Regions from separate parts of the Sus scrofa genome. Here regions 2 and 3 are each linked to region 1. Evidence: chromatin contacts called from public HiChIP or PLAC-seq and promoter capture Hi-C data. All regions are on one chromosome and are shown on one strand. The core of a region is the stretch at or near the end of the contact, and the rest is flanking DNA. Distances in the headings are between cores, read along the strand shown.

Region 1 (4,307 bases), core at 911-3,410:
TAAAAAAAGAGAAAAAGTCATGAACAGATAGGAGTGAATGGAGAGGAGAATAAGGCAATGTCCTCCCAAAAGAACTAATGGGGAAAACCAGCAGTGAGTGATCCTAGAGCATGTGGAGCCACATATCCAGGACTAAGAGACACTTAACCCATCCCAGACACTTACCGTGTTGCATTTTGTGCCACACACCACTTGCCTATGATTTAGCCACTGAGATGCAAACACTTTATTGAGGGTCCCAAGGTGAAACTCTCTTTCCTTCAGGAGACTGGGAAGTTGCTGTGCTGCATAACCATGCAACACTCGAGAGTAGTTGGTTTCATTCTGTAGCCTGACTTCTCGGTTCTTCAGGTAGTACACTAAGGATCTCTTCACTGGGGGGAGTCTTTTCCTTTTGTGCAGTGAATGATCCCAGCCAAACTGTGGAAAGCAAAATTAAAAATCAAGGCTTTTGCTACCTTTGTCAGATGGAGAGATCCTACTGTATTAAGGAACTCAACAAAAATTCTTTCTGCAGGATTTACATACAACAGAAACACAATACTAGGAGTTCCCATTGTGGTGCAGTGGTTAATGAATCCGACTAGGAACTATGAGGTTTCGGGTTCAATACCTGGCCTTGCTCAGTGGGTTAACGATCTGGCGTTGCTGTGGCTCTGGTGTAGGCTGGCTACAGCTCCGATTCGGCCCCTAGCCTGGGAACCTCCATATGCCACGGGAGCAGCCCAAGAAATGGCAAAAAAAAAAAAGACCAAAAAAAAAAAAATACAATACAAAACAAAAGACAGCAAAGTCAATCTAAAGTCCAGTTTAACTCTCCCAACATTGAAAAGATGCTGCTCATAGTCAAACCTACCTACAGGAAACAAGGGCTGAAAGACAAGGACATGAAAGCAGAAAAAAGGACAAAAGAAAACTAAGTCTTCTTAGAAGTGAAGGATTCAGGTATCTAAAAGTACCTGAGTACTTTTGATAGGGGAGGGAATAAAGGGCAGAGACAGACCTGGACTACATCTCTAATGGCCCCCTTCTCTGTCTCGGCCTGCACTCCCTGCAGAGCATAGAAGGTGCAGCCCAAGGAGCCTGACTAGGATCCCAGGTCTTTCAGGCAATGGCCACCTTCCTGTCACCAGGTCCATGCTCCAGACAGTTGAAAAATTTGAAAAATTAAACACCAAAGGGGTGGCAGGCATGGGAAATCTGAGTCTGAATACCACCACCAAGGTCTTCCCTGCCAAAGAGAGCTGGATAGGAGTGATACCTGAAAACTGCTGTCTCTCCTAGGCGTCCAAGTACCAAAAGACCCAGCTCAGGGCTTGAGGATCCTTAGGGAGGCTCATTCCTATATGAGATACGCAATCATCTCCGCTTCCCCCGGCCACTGGAAGGGGGGCTTAACTTTCCCTTCACGTATTTGTGGGAGGTTTTGTTCCCTTCCTTCGATTCCTTTTGATCCCCTTCCTTTAAACCCAGATTGCTTCTCCCCAAACCCCACTCCCGGCTGCAGGCCTCCCTGGAATATACCTCATTCTCATGTTCCCCTTTAGCTCCTCAGCCCTGCGGTCTTTCTGCTTTCCAGTGAACTCCTAAGGGCCCATCCCTGATTCTACAGACCGAGGTTCTGCTCTTCCCCTCCACCTCCAGCTCCCCCCCTCCAAACCCCCGACTATAGATCTTGGACCCCGTTAAGGTTTCCTCATCTGCGAACCCTATTCCCTAGGTGTCTCGGTCTAATCACCCGGCTCCCACTTCTCAGCCCTCACCTGTGGGCCCTGAGCGTCGCTCCCAGCTCCCGGCGAGGCGGGCGCTTTCCGCTTCCTGCTAACTGCTTTCCGGGCCATAGTGGGCAGCGCCGCGGCGGCCCCGCAGCCACATGGGGCGGGGGAAGCGTGGGGGAGCAAGAAGGCGGGTCATATACTGGGCCCCGGGGCCGCGCACCTTAGCGCGCTCGGCCCGGAAAATGACCCGGACCCCGGGCGGCAGTAGAAAATAAGGAAGGTAAGCAGAAGGGAAGGAGGGAAGGAGGACTGGGGCCGGGAAAGGGAAGGGAAAGGGGAAGGGGAGGCAGGAACCCGAAGCTTTACGACGACGGAGTCTGGAAAGGACGGCGAGCGGCTGGAACCAAAACACCCCTCCCCTTCGCCCGCGCTCCGTCACCCTCGCGCAGCCGCACTTGGCAGCACGTCGTCTAGGAGACGCGGTCGGGACTAGGGGGCGGGGTTTGGGGTTCGCAGTAGAGTTTGTGGCTGTTGCTTAACCCCACCCTCCCCGCCCCCCGCGCCGCGCTCCGGACATTTTTCAACCGCCGTCTGACGACCGCTGGAGATGTGCGACTTGCGGGTAAAGGAATTTAGGTTCTACCCGCCGACTTCACCGCCCTGCGCGCCCGCTTGCCCAGCGCAGGCACCTCGCTCGGAGAAGGAATCCCTCCTAACACGCCTTTACCCCGCAGTCGCTTCTGGTTATCTCCTTTTGAAGGCTGCACGTTTCCCCGAACTCTATTAAACCGAGCCCTGGCTCCAAGGATTGGACACTTCGGGAAGAGGCATAACTACCCTCTCCCGCCACACCCACTCTCGACCCCGCAAGGTGGAGTCCGGCTCGAAATCCACAGCAGTTTGTTCAGACTTTCACACTGTAGAGAACTTGTCCGGCCCTGCCCGGGTTCCCCCACCAACACCATCCCAGGGGCCTCTGGCTGCCCTCTCCCCAACTCCTGGGGTGCTCTTGGGCTTCATTTTCCACCCGGTCTTCTCCCTCCCTCGGCTGCCCCCCCCCCCCCCCCCCGTCGCTGTACTAACCGCAACAGCCTTCCAGTCACCTCTCCCTTAGCTGCTGCGTGGGACCTCACTGCCCTTTAGCGTCCCACTACCTCCTGGCCGCACTGTCTTTTGTGCTCTACGAAATAGGCCTCCCTCCGTGATTTATATTTCTTAGTCTCCCATGCAGTTCTAAGCTAAGGACTGGAACAGAGGTCTGTCTGCCACTCCCTGCTTCTCTCTTGGGGCCCAAGTTGCGTCTCCATCAGGGCAGATTGGGTGAAATTCTAAACCACCGAGAAGAGTGGCGTTTGACCTGTCAGTATAGTTAAAGCTGGCATTGGTCACCGGACAAGCGCTCTTCCTTCAGAATCACCCTTGCCTCCGTTTTCAGAAGATTGTGTAGGGATTTGAGTGCCAGCCCCCACTTTGCTCAGATAAAGAAATCCTTTGAGGAAGCAGGAAGCTCTTGCTTGGCTTGGGGCTGACTGGCCTCAGGCTTTAGTGCCCAGTTACCTGCTCATCCATCCCTTCAGGCTTCAGGCCTCATACCTGCAGGGAGCTCTGTTGGCCCATCTGAAGTTCTGCCTACAAGGAGATTTGGATTTGTTTTCCAAGCCGAACCAAAAACCAGATTGAGACAGTGTCTTCCGCCATCCCAAGTCAGCACTGCAGCTAATCCCTAATGCCACCTCGGGAAAGGCAGCCCCATCTTACTTAGTCAGGACTATCTCTTCAGAGACATACACCCAAGTGGGTCAGCAGTGGGTCAGCTTTCCTTTTTTGAGCCAGTTGTTCCAGTTCTGTCTTGCCTCACAATGCTCTGGATGACCCAGGAGCCCATTGGCCAAGAGTCTGGAATTCCTTTGAGAATCTCTAAGCTAATGCTTGGCTGCATTTGAATCTTGGTCTCTGTTCATGTCAGAGGTCTTAGGCTTATCCTCAAGCTTGGTGCACTTCATTTTGACATCCCAGGAACTATCCCTGAATGCAGAGCTCACCATTTCTGTGGGAACAAAATAGAATGAAGATTTATTTGGAAGTTTAAAAGTTTATAATTGCTTTTAAAAGACTGATAATACCAAGAATTGGTGAGAAAGTAGAATGATTAGAACTCTCGAGTGGGTGTGTAAATTGGCACAAACAATTTGGAAAAAATCTGTGGCAGTACCTACCAAAGCTAAATACATGTACCCTATCATCAAGCAGCTCTACTTTGTTTTTTTGTTTTGTTTTGTTTTGTTTTGCGATTTCTTGGGCTGCTCCCACAGCATATGGAGGTTCCCAGGCTAGGGGTCAAATCGGAGCTGTAGCCGCCGGCCTACACCAGAGCCACAGCAATGTGGAATCCGAGCCGCATCTGCGACCCACACCACAGCTCACAGCAACGCCGGATCCTTAACCCACTGAGCAAGGCCAGGAATCAAACCCACAACCTCATGGTTCCTAGTCGGATTCGTTAACCACTGAGCCATGATGGGAACTCCAAGCGGCTCTACTTTGTAAACCCAAAAGAAATGAATGTTTATGTCCACCAAAAGTCATTTA
Region 2 (4,307 bases), core at 1,303-3,802, 120 kb after region 1:
CACAGCTCACGGCAATGCTGGATCCTTAACCCACTGAGCGAGCCCAGGGATTGAACCCACGTCCTCATGGATGCTAGTCACATTCGTTAACCACTGAGCCACAACGGGAACGCCTAAACCTTTTTCTTCCCTTAGATTCTCGACTATCTCTTTGCACATGGACAGCTCTGTGAGAAAGGCTTCGACCCTCTTTTAGTGGAAGAGGCTCTGGAAATGCATCAGTGTTCAGAGGAAAAGGTAGGCACCTCATGCTTTATAAGAACCCTCCGGAAAGAACAAAGTCGTCTGTCCTGGGGGTCCTCCTGGACCACAGTCTTTATTCCTTCCACTGACTGTGGGCAGAAGTTGTTGAAGCACAGAACCTCCTGTGTGCATACGGCATTTGGCTAGTTTGGGTGTTAGGCTCAGATAATTGGGTTGAAGACTTATCTAGAAGCCTAGTGGAGGGAAGGGTAAAATCACCATCACCAAAAAAAAAAAAAAAAAAAAAAAAAAAGCAGGCATACTTTGGGATGATGGGGGAGATTGCTCATCACTTCACCTGGCTTGCTTGCTGGAGGGCAGCCCTTTCTGAGACCAGTATCCTCCTGAGTGGGAGCACGGATGCCCACAGTGGGTGGGACCTGAGTAAAGGTCAGCTAGAGTTGGGACTGGGCACACCTTCTGGAGGTTGATTGGCACCCACCTGTCACCCCGGCTTCCTCCATGGCCCTCCTCTGCTTGCTTGGGGACCTCAGAGGGGTTCATGAGGCTCTGGCGAAGGATGCAGGCTCCCCCAGCAGTCCCCTTACACACACATTGCTCCACTCAGCTATTTTCTGTGGCTGGAACTCTTTCTTGAGTCTACTCTCTTTTTTCCCTTAGATGATGGAGTTTCTTCAGTTAATGAGCAAATTTAAGGAAATGGGCTTTGAACTGAAAGACATTAAGGAAGTTCTGCTCCTACACAACAATGACCAGGACAATGCTTTGGAAGACCTCATGGCTCGGGCGGGAGCCAGCTGAGATAGGCCTTGCCTAGGCCCTGCCACGGAACCACCCCTGCCAGAGGCCCTGAGCAGCCCATCTGTGGGGAAGGAGAAGGGGTACACTTCTGGATTTTCTTTTGGGGGTGGAAGGTCAGGTGTGGAGACGGTGCTCGCCAGGTCTCTATGAGCCGAGGCCCTGAGCTGGGGAGAAAGTGGGAAAGATTTGGGCAGGCTCATGTGCCCAGAACTGTCCTGGCTCCTTCCATATTAAATGTATTTGTATTTTGAGAAGTGTCCTTCCCACCTTGGCCCTCCAGAGAGACTTCTCTGGTCTTTCTGGGGTCTGTTTGGCCTCAACCGGAACCCACCCCAGCTGCCAGAAGGAGCTGGGGAGAAGGGGTGGGAGGGCCAGACTCAGTGCTGCTTTGGGGCTAGATGTTTTCCTCCTCTGCAAGGGTGGACTGACCTCTAATCCAGGTTGAGTGCAATTGAGAGGTTCTTCCAGGGTTTTGTTTTTTTCCCCCTTCATGTCACTTAGTGTTACACTGGTTCTGCAATGTCTCTGAGGTGCAAAGAATGCCCTTTCCCTTGGGGCCCTAGTTTGCCTTTTCTGCTAGGCAATTGCATTACTTTCCTGCCCCAGCCTGTTTCTTTTGGTCTGGTTGAGACCACAGTCGTTTGCTACCCAGGATTTTAGAGCCCCCTTGTTCTAGGAACAGTTGTCATTTTAAGAAATCATTGGCCCCTTCCCAGTGCATCAAGTGGGGAAGAAAAAAACAGGCGGTGATTTGGTCACTCAGCACTAACTCCACCTCAGTTCTCCCTGGAGAACAGCCTCTCCCTCCAGCCCTTTGCTCTAGGATGACACAGTAACACCTAGTCATAGAAATCCGTCTCTTTGTTTTGTATTATGTTGTACATCATTAAAGATCTAAATACAGAGGATATACAGTCTTGATGAATCTAATGTAATTTGCTAACTATTTTCATTCTTCAGAGAGAACTACTAATAAAAATCTAAAAGGTATGTCCTGCTGTGATCATTTCTTTATTGCCAAGGGCTCTTTCACGGAGGGGTGGAGGTGAGTGGTTGATGAAGGATTTCCTGCTGAGATTTGCTGGGATTGGAATGGGACCTAACCATTTTCTGTTGTTTCAGTACTTTCTTCAAATTCTGGGAAGGAGCTGTGCCCTGGTTTTTGGTTTGCAAAGGCAGGCCAAGACGGGGAGGTCTCTTTAAACCTGCCCAAGTTTGGTCTCTGGGCCTTCCTGCAAGACTTACTGTGGAGATGAGACAGGCTGGCCTTCAGGGGAATCACCCGGAAATGAGGAACAAGCCCCTTGTCGGGTGAGCACCATCAGGTATATTATGTGTTCCACAGGCAGGATGGATTCAAAACTGCTTCCCCAGCTCTCAGTGGTGCTAGTATATCGATGGCCCTAGATTTATCCCTGAAGTTTCTTGTCCTTATACTTCATACTGTCTTCTAGTCCCCTTCCATGCTCTTGGTTCAGGTGGGTTCTCTAATTTTTTCAGTGATTGAGGAATGGGTGCTGAACCTTAAGGCTGGAAAGCACCAAGCTGGAGAGAGGCTGCCCTCTGGTGGTCAGATAAGGCATGGCCATTGCCTCAGAAAACTAGCCCCTCTTCTGGCCTTTAAAATTAATTTAAAATTACTTAAAATCCTTCCTTTAAGACCTATAAAAGTTACCCTTTACCTTTTAGTTTCATATAGGAAATTAGTTTCATATAAAGTGGGCATCAGGGCCAAGTCTTTGGCATGTGAATCTCAATATCATATGGTGGCCTTGCTAAGTGATGGGCCACCTGGAAGCCACTTGGTATTTCTTGTCTTAAGCTTCTTTCTGCTAAAAAGATAAACAGCAAGCAGAACTCACATGAAGGGTGTGACTCTGACTACTTCAGAGTCTCAGACTATTGACCTCAGCCCTCAATGCCAAGACACTGAACACAGGCCACTAAGAGGTGGGTAGATGGCCAAGGATATCTTGGATGAAGGTGAAGCTAGAGAGAAACTTGCCTTAGATTCTGCAGCTATTCAGCTATTCCGTGAGGGAGCGTGGTGGGTGGGGACTCAAAGGCAGGAGCCAGGAACATAATGGCTTTTAACAGGTGCATGGTCCCAGGAAAAGGCAGAGATGGGAAAAGAGTAAAGCACCCTCTTCTGGATTGTAGGAGGGAGAGGAACTGGAAGCAGAAAGTCTGTTCCATATCTGCTGCTGTTAAAGACACAGCAAGTCAAAGTTTATTCAGTCTGCATTTTCAAAAGCTAAAGTCCAAAATCAACCTCCAAGGGCTGAAGGGGCAGAACTCACGTGGCCCCTGCCCCACTAGCACCATTGTTTTAGTTTTTGATCGAGTCCTAGAGAAAGGCACTGAATCCAGATGATAAAATCTCTAGGCTCAGCCTGTGACCTCCAACCTCTAGGTTACCAGACCATCCCCATCCTCTGATCCCCAAATTTAGAAACATCTACAGAAAAAGGTTCAGTGAGGCAAATACTCCTCTAGCTCCAAAGAAAAGGGAAGGGTACATTAAGTTTTTTGGGCTGATCTGTCCTTCCTTATAGATGCTCCTGTGCTTAGAACTGAGGGGCATATACCTGGCCCCAAGAAAGGAGCTGGGCCCAGCCAAGGCTGTGTGTGGCTTGGGAGAGGCCAGAATGGGCAGGACTAGGTAGTGGGTTCTAGTATATCTGCAGGGGGACCTGGCAGAGGCCCTCAGCCCTCAGGAGCCTAGCCACCCCATACTGGGTTTTGCTTTAAGATACCGCTGTCCTCTCAGGGGCTGTGGCAGGCCTGTGGCAGGCCAGGTATAGCTGCAACTGGCTCCTCAGACTCTGGATGCACTTGGACTTCAAAGCCATGATTTCATCCAACTGGGTCACAAAATCTTCAAAATCCTAGGGAAGGAAACAAAGGACACATGGAACTCTTGCTGTTGCTGGCCCTCTGGCAGATCTCCTTTTCTAGTCCCTTTTCTTGCAGGAAGAGCTCAGGCCCTTCCTCCAGCTGGAAAACTGGCAAGACAGTCACTATGGCACAGGGTGGGATCCACTTCGCTGCATTAAGACACTTTTCTATGTAGAGAGATATTTTGTAGGGCAGCAGGGTGGTTTCATAGAAGTATCCCTGGTCTGCATCAGGCATGTCACTGTTATCATCACAAGGAGGGGCCCCCACAAGCCAGAGGCAAAGGACAGAGGCTGGAAACATTTTAGCCCCACCATGGGGAGTGCAGCACCATCTGGTGCCTGGCCTTGCACAGTCTCAGGAGTGACTTGAGCAGCCCAGGGCCTCAGCAAGGTTAGTGTGTG
Region 3 (4,307 bases), core at 469-2,968, 82 kb before region 1:
CATCTCCAGAGAGTGGAATTTATCCCTTCCTGAGACAGACACCACCCCAAGAGAGTCACCCAATCCCCTCTGTAGGAGAGCTTAAGTATTAATATTCACCTTCCTTCCACTTCCATTAGACAAACTGACACTAAAAATTAAGAATGCACAATTTCTGGTGAAAAGCGAGGATTAGACTACTCACATATCCCTTGGTCTTAAAAGTACTATCATAATCGAAGCGAAAATATAAAATTACATTCACCCAAAAAATGAATTGTATGCCCTTTATCAGATAAAAGATGATCTCTGGACACCTTATGGAGACCTTCAAAACTCTCAATTATTCAGACGCACAAGAGCTGAAGAAAGTAAGCCTAAATACTAGTAGAGACATCTTGGATACAAGTAGAAACAATATCCAACAGAGGTGGAAGTAAACTACCGGATTATGTCAAACAGGAAATAACAGGAATGATGATGGAATCACGCAATCAACTCCCAGAGAGAACAAGGATGAGACCAGAGTGGTGAGAACAGTGGTGGCACGTGAGGTGCGAGGACAACTAATTAGACTGAAAACCCTGGGGGAAAAGTGGAAAGCCAAGTGAAAAGTGATTCAGCGGCAAAGAAAACTGAGATGCAATGCACCAATGGAAGAGTAACATTTTGAATAGTATTCTAAGAGTGCTTTAGTTTACAAAGCTCTTGCAAACCTACACTAAAGAACAACTGTGACACGGCCAGACTACAGGAACTGGGAACGTGGAGGAAAACTGAGTCCTAAGTGTCTGACACCAAAACCTTCCCGAATGAAGAGGAGAAGTGGAACTGCACTAGCCTCTGGGTAGCCGGGAAAGGCGAGAGAGCGCAGAAGTAAGGCTCTGAAATATCTAGTCCCAGGTCTAGCGACAGGCATGAAAACGGAAAAGTGGTCGGTCGGCGACAGCGTGGCGCGGGAGCTCCAGCGGACAGGCAAGGGAGGGACAACGGTGGGAGAGAAAACCACACCCTCCAGGGCAGAAACCCGACCGGGGGGAGGGGAAGGCGCCCCCTGGGGCTGGGTGGGGCCGGGACGACAAGCGTTGGGGTAGGCAGGAAGGAGCCCCGGACAACCCGCGGGAGAGAGGAAGGACTGCACCAGGCCTGGGCAAACTGAGGACGCGTGAAACCAGCGAGGGAAGCTCGGCCCGCTTTCACGGGTGGGCGCTGGGGCACTATGAAGAAGGTTGGAGAAAAGAAGAACAGAAGCCAGGACTACCGGGCGCAAGCTGCAGAGCTCAGGGACCTGGACCGGGGAAGGTGAGAGAAGGTGCCAATTACCGCTGCTGCTCTCGCTGGACTCGGGACCCGCTGCTGCTGCTGCCGCTGCCGCTGCCGCTTGCCGCTGCCGCTGCCGCCGCCGCCGCCGCCGCTCGTTACCTGCCAATGTGCCTCTTACAAAGCGGCGGCGGCGGCAGAGGCTGCTCGGCCCGTCACGTGACCTCTACGTCATGGGCGAAGGAGGAGCCACTACAAGTCGCTCGCCCGCGGCTCGTCATCAACCCGCCCACAGAGCGCGTCGCTCTCACTAACCAACCCCCCGTCATGCCCTCCAGACTGGGCCAGCATGGTTGAGGCAGGGGGAGGCACGCAGATGGAGCCAACAAGGGCGAGTTTACGCAGTTTCTCGTACTCGGAGTTGTTAGGGACGTGCTAGCTCCCGCCTCCAGGAAGCCCACAAGTGCAGCTCGTTGTCGCGCTGTGATGACCTCACAAGGCACCACAGGTCGCTGCCTTGCGGCCGCCTTCCTCTCATCACGTGAAGTGGTCCAACCACTCAAGAAGACCCTAGCCTGCCAAGCGTTGCGCCAGGGCACTACGATTCTCAACTTGCTGCACAGCAAAGCCATCTACCACCACATCCTTTCCCTCGTGGCTTCATGGATGGTGCGGCTGTGACTTCGGACCGAGGGAAGGCCGAGACGGAAAGCGGACAGGGCAGGCATCTGAGACTAATGCTAGTGAGCGGCCCCTGCTAGGCAGCTGAGCATGATTCCTGCTGGGAGATGTAGTCGCCGTGGGAGGTGGGGTTCGGCTACCACCTTCCCGAGCCGGCGCTCTGCCCCGCCCCCCTGCGCGGGAAAACACCAACGGCTCGCGGAGATATCCGTTGCACCCAGCTGGCTTCCCAGGGAACCTCCACCGGAGTGGGAAGGCCCCGAGGCTTACGTCCTACGAAACGTGGGCTCAAATTATGCAGTCCCAAGCCCCTTATGCGTGAAAAGACTAACATTTCTAGAAAGCCTACTCGTCAGCCGTTTATACAACCAGTTTTATTAAGTCGTAAAGTCAACCCTTTGAGGCTGGGATTGTCCCGGTTTTAAGCAAAGAGAAAGGATCAGGGAGGTTCAGTTGTTAACTGGCTGAGGAGACCCAAACCAGATTATCTGTCTCCTAATAATGAATAACCTGCCTCTCAAAATGACCTCACCTGTTAAGCATAAAGAAGGAGCTAATGGTTTATAATTGTAGCAGAGTATTTTAGAGTATGTTCTCAATTACTGGACGGTTGACCCTCAAAGGCAGTATCTAAGGACTTTGGAATCCAGCAGGCCTTACCTCGATTTGAGCTTTCCTTTGTGATAACACCGCTTCACCAGGTTGTGAAATAAGATTATGTAAAATACCAGATTGGCACAGAATAAACCCTCAATAAATATTAGCGATTATTTTCACACCCTGCATGTATCCTTGGGCACCATAGGTCCAAGATGAAAAGGGAATTAGCACATACTGATCTTTGTATGGGGCACTCTACGAGTTACTAACTTGCCAGGTACTAATAGACTTGTAGGTTAAAGTACTTGATGCAAAACACTTGAATCCTTAATAGCCTGCTCAGTTCAAGGGAAAACTTTGTTTTTCATCTGAATTGATCAAGAATGCTCAGGCTGTGCCTTTAACAAATAGAACTTATTATCATGACCATTCATGTGTAGATGTATCTTATCTCTCTTTTTACAGTGAGCTAGCGTTGTATATAGTCAGTTTAGTCTTCCTTCTTTTTGTATTTCTGCTGTATAGAAATGTGTGGGAGAGGAGTTCCCATCTTGGCACAGCAGAAACGAATCTGACTGGGAACCACGACGTTTCGGGTTCAATCTCCGGCCTCATTCAGTGGCCTAAAAATCCGGCATTGCCATGAGCTGTGGTGTAGGTCGAGGATGCGGTTCGGATCTGGTGTTGCTGTGGCTACAGGTCCAATTAGACCCCTAGCCTGAGAACCTCCATATGCCGTGGGTGCAGCCCTAAAAAGAAAGACCAAAAAAAGAAAAAAAGAAATGTGTGGGAGAGTCAAAGATAAAAACCATCCTTTGAGAGGCACAGACATAATGGAAAGAGCACAAGAAAACACTTCCAAAGGATCTATACGAACCTGCTAACAGCTGTTTTTGAGAAGTGGGAAAGAGGGTTTGTGATTGAGGGCGCAGTGAAAAGAAACTATAGTCTATAAGTTAACTATCTGCATGGAGGAGTTCCCATCGTGGCACAGGGTAAACAATCCAACTAGGAACCATAAGGTTGCAGGCTCTATCCCTGGCCTCGCTTAGTGGGTTAAGGATCTGGTGTTGCCATGAGCTGTGGTGTAGGTCGCAGATGGGGCTCAGATCTGGCATTGCTGTGGCTGTGGCGTAGGCTGGCAGCTGTAGCTCTGATTGGACGCCTAGCCTGGAAACCTCCATATGCTGCAGGTGCTGCCCTAAAAAGAAAAAAAAAATAATAAAAATTCTACGTGGAGAAAGTACTGGTGTTTAAGACTATGTGTTGGTTTATACAAGCTATGTTACCTCTCCAGGCCTCAGTTTCCTCTTATATTTTAAAACGTCTGTCTTTCTATGCCAAGCATATTGCCCTGGGCGGTTTCACCAAATTATCATTTATCAAGGAACATGTCCTACCTAAGACCTGGAATGGGGGGAAGGGCATAAGAGTCCTAAAACCTTACTCACTATAGTTATTACCACCTGGATGCAATAGAACTATCCTTTCCAAATCTCTCCTAAGGGATATCACTACCACCCTTTTCTACCCAGCCTGACTGACATTAACTCCAAAACAAATTTCACATCCTGTAACTGCAAAGAACATCACCATCCTTTTCACCAGTTTTTGTTTGCTTAACTGCTCTTGGTTGGACTGAAGTGAAAGCATTAATGAGATGGAAAATTCTCAGAAGCCTGGGACTTTTTGTTTGTCTGTTTTGTGTTTGTTTGTTTTGCTTTTTAGGGCCAATCCTGCAGCATATGGAAGTTCCCAGGCTAGGCATTGAATCGGAGCTGTAGCTG

Evidence for each region. Promoter capture Hi-C pulls out the DNA fragments that hold promoters and counts their contacts. HiChIP or PLAC-seq counts read pairs in DNA pulled down with a chosen protein or histone mark.
Region 2: an H3K27ac HiChIP or PLAC-seq map of alveolar macrophages shows a contact between it and region 1. The contact joins the enhancer-like site here to the promoter of DCAF12 in region 1. A contact is called at or near these places in 3 of 5 promoter capture datasets (fetal liver and liver), 7 of 47 Hi-C or Micro-C datasets (embryonic fibroblasts, fetal skeletal muscle, fibroblasts and 2 more) and 2 of 2 datasets of contacts at active chromatin or transcription factors (alveolar macrophages and skeletal muscle).
Region 3: a promoter capture Hi-C map of fetal liver shows a contact between it and region 1, with 2.0 times the contacts expected there. The contact joins the promoter of UBAP2 here to the promoter of DCAF12 in region 1. A contact is called at or near these places in 2 of 5 promoter capture datasets (fetal liver and liver), 2 of 47 Hi-C or Micro-C datasets (brain and heart right ventricle) and 2 of 2 datasets of contacts at active chromatin or transcription factors (alveolar macrophages and skeletal muscle).

What each region holds. Positions count from the first base shown.
Region 1 is chr10:32,671,835-32,676,141 of Sscrofa11.1, reverse strand. DCAF12 (DDB1- and CUL4-associated factor 12) reads right to left here and starts at 2,160. Exons shown (of 9, transcript XM_021064687.1): 1 at 1,764-2,160; 2 at 166-420. The coding sequence starts at 1,841.
Region 2 is chr10:32,549,931-32,554,237 of Sscrofa11.1, reverse strand. It overlaps KIF24 (kinesin-like protein KIF24), which reads right to left. Exons shown (of 14, transcript XM_013980172.2): 14 at 1,475-3,893. The coding sequence ends at 3,753. It overlaps UBAP1 (ubiquitin associated protein 1), which reads left to right. Exons shown (of 8, transcript NM_001267841.1): 7 at 136-237; 8 at 865-1,995. The coding sequence ends at 1,005. Among named protein-coding and RNA genes, the nearest start is that of UBAP1, 74 kb to the left of the region's middle. Within about 2 kb of position 2,552, at least 4 of the 83 cell types and tissues checked have an H3K27ac peak or open chromatin away from gene starts, as enhancers often do. A contact at or near this core is called in alveolar macrophages, where this site is marked.
Region 3 is chr10:32,753,118-32,757,424 of Sscrofa11.1, reverse strand. It overlaps UBAP2 (ubiquitin-associated protein 2), which reads right to left and starts at 1,718. Exons shown (of 28, transcript XM_021064693.1): 1 at 1,303-1,718.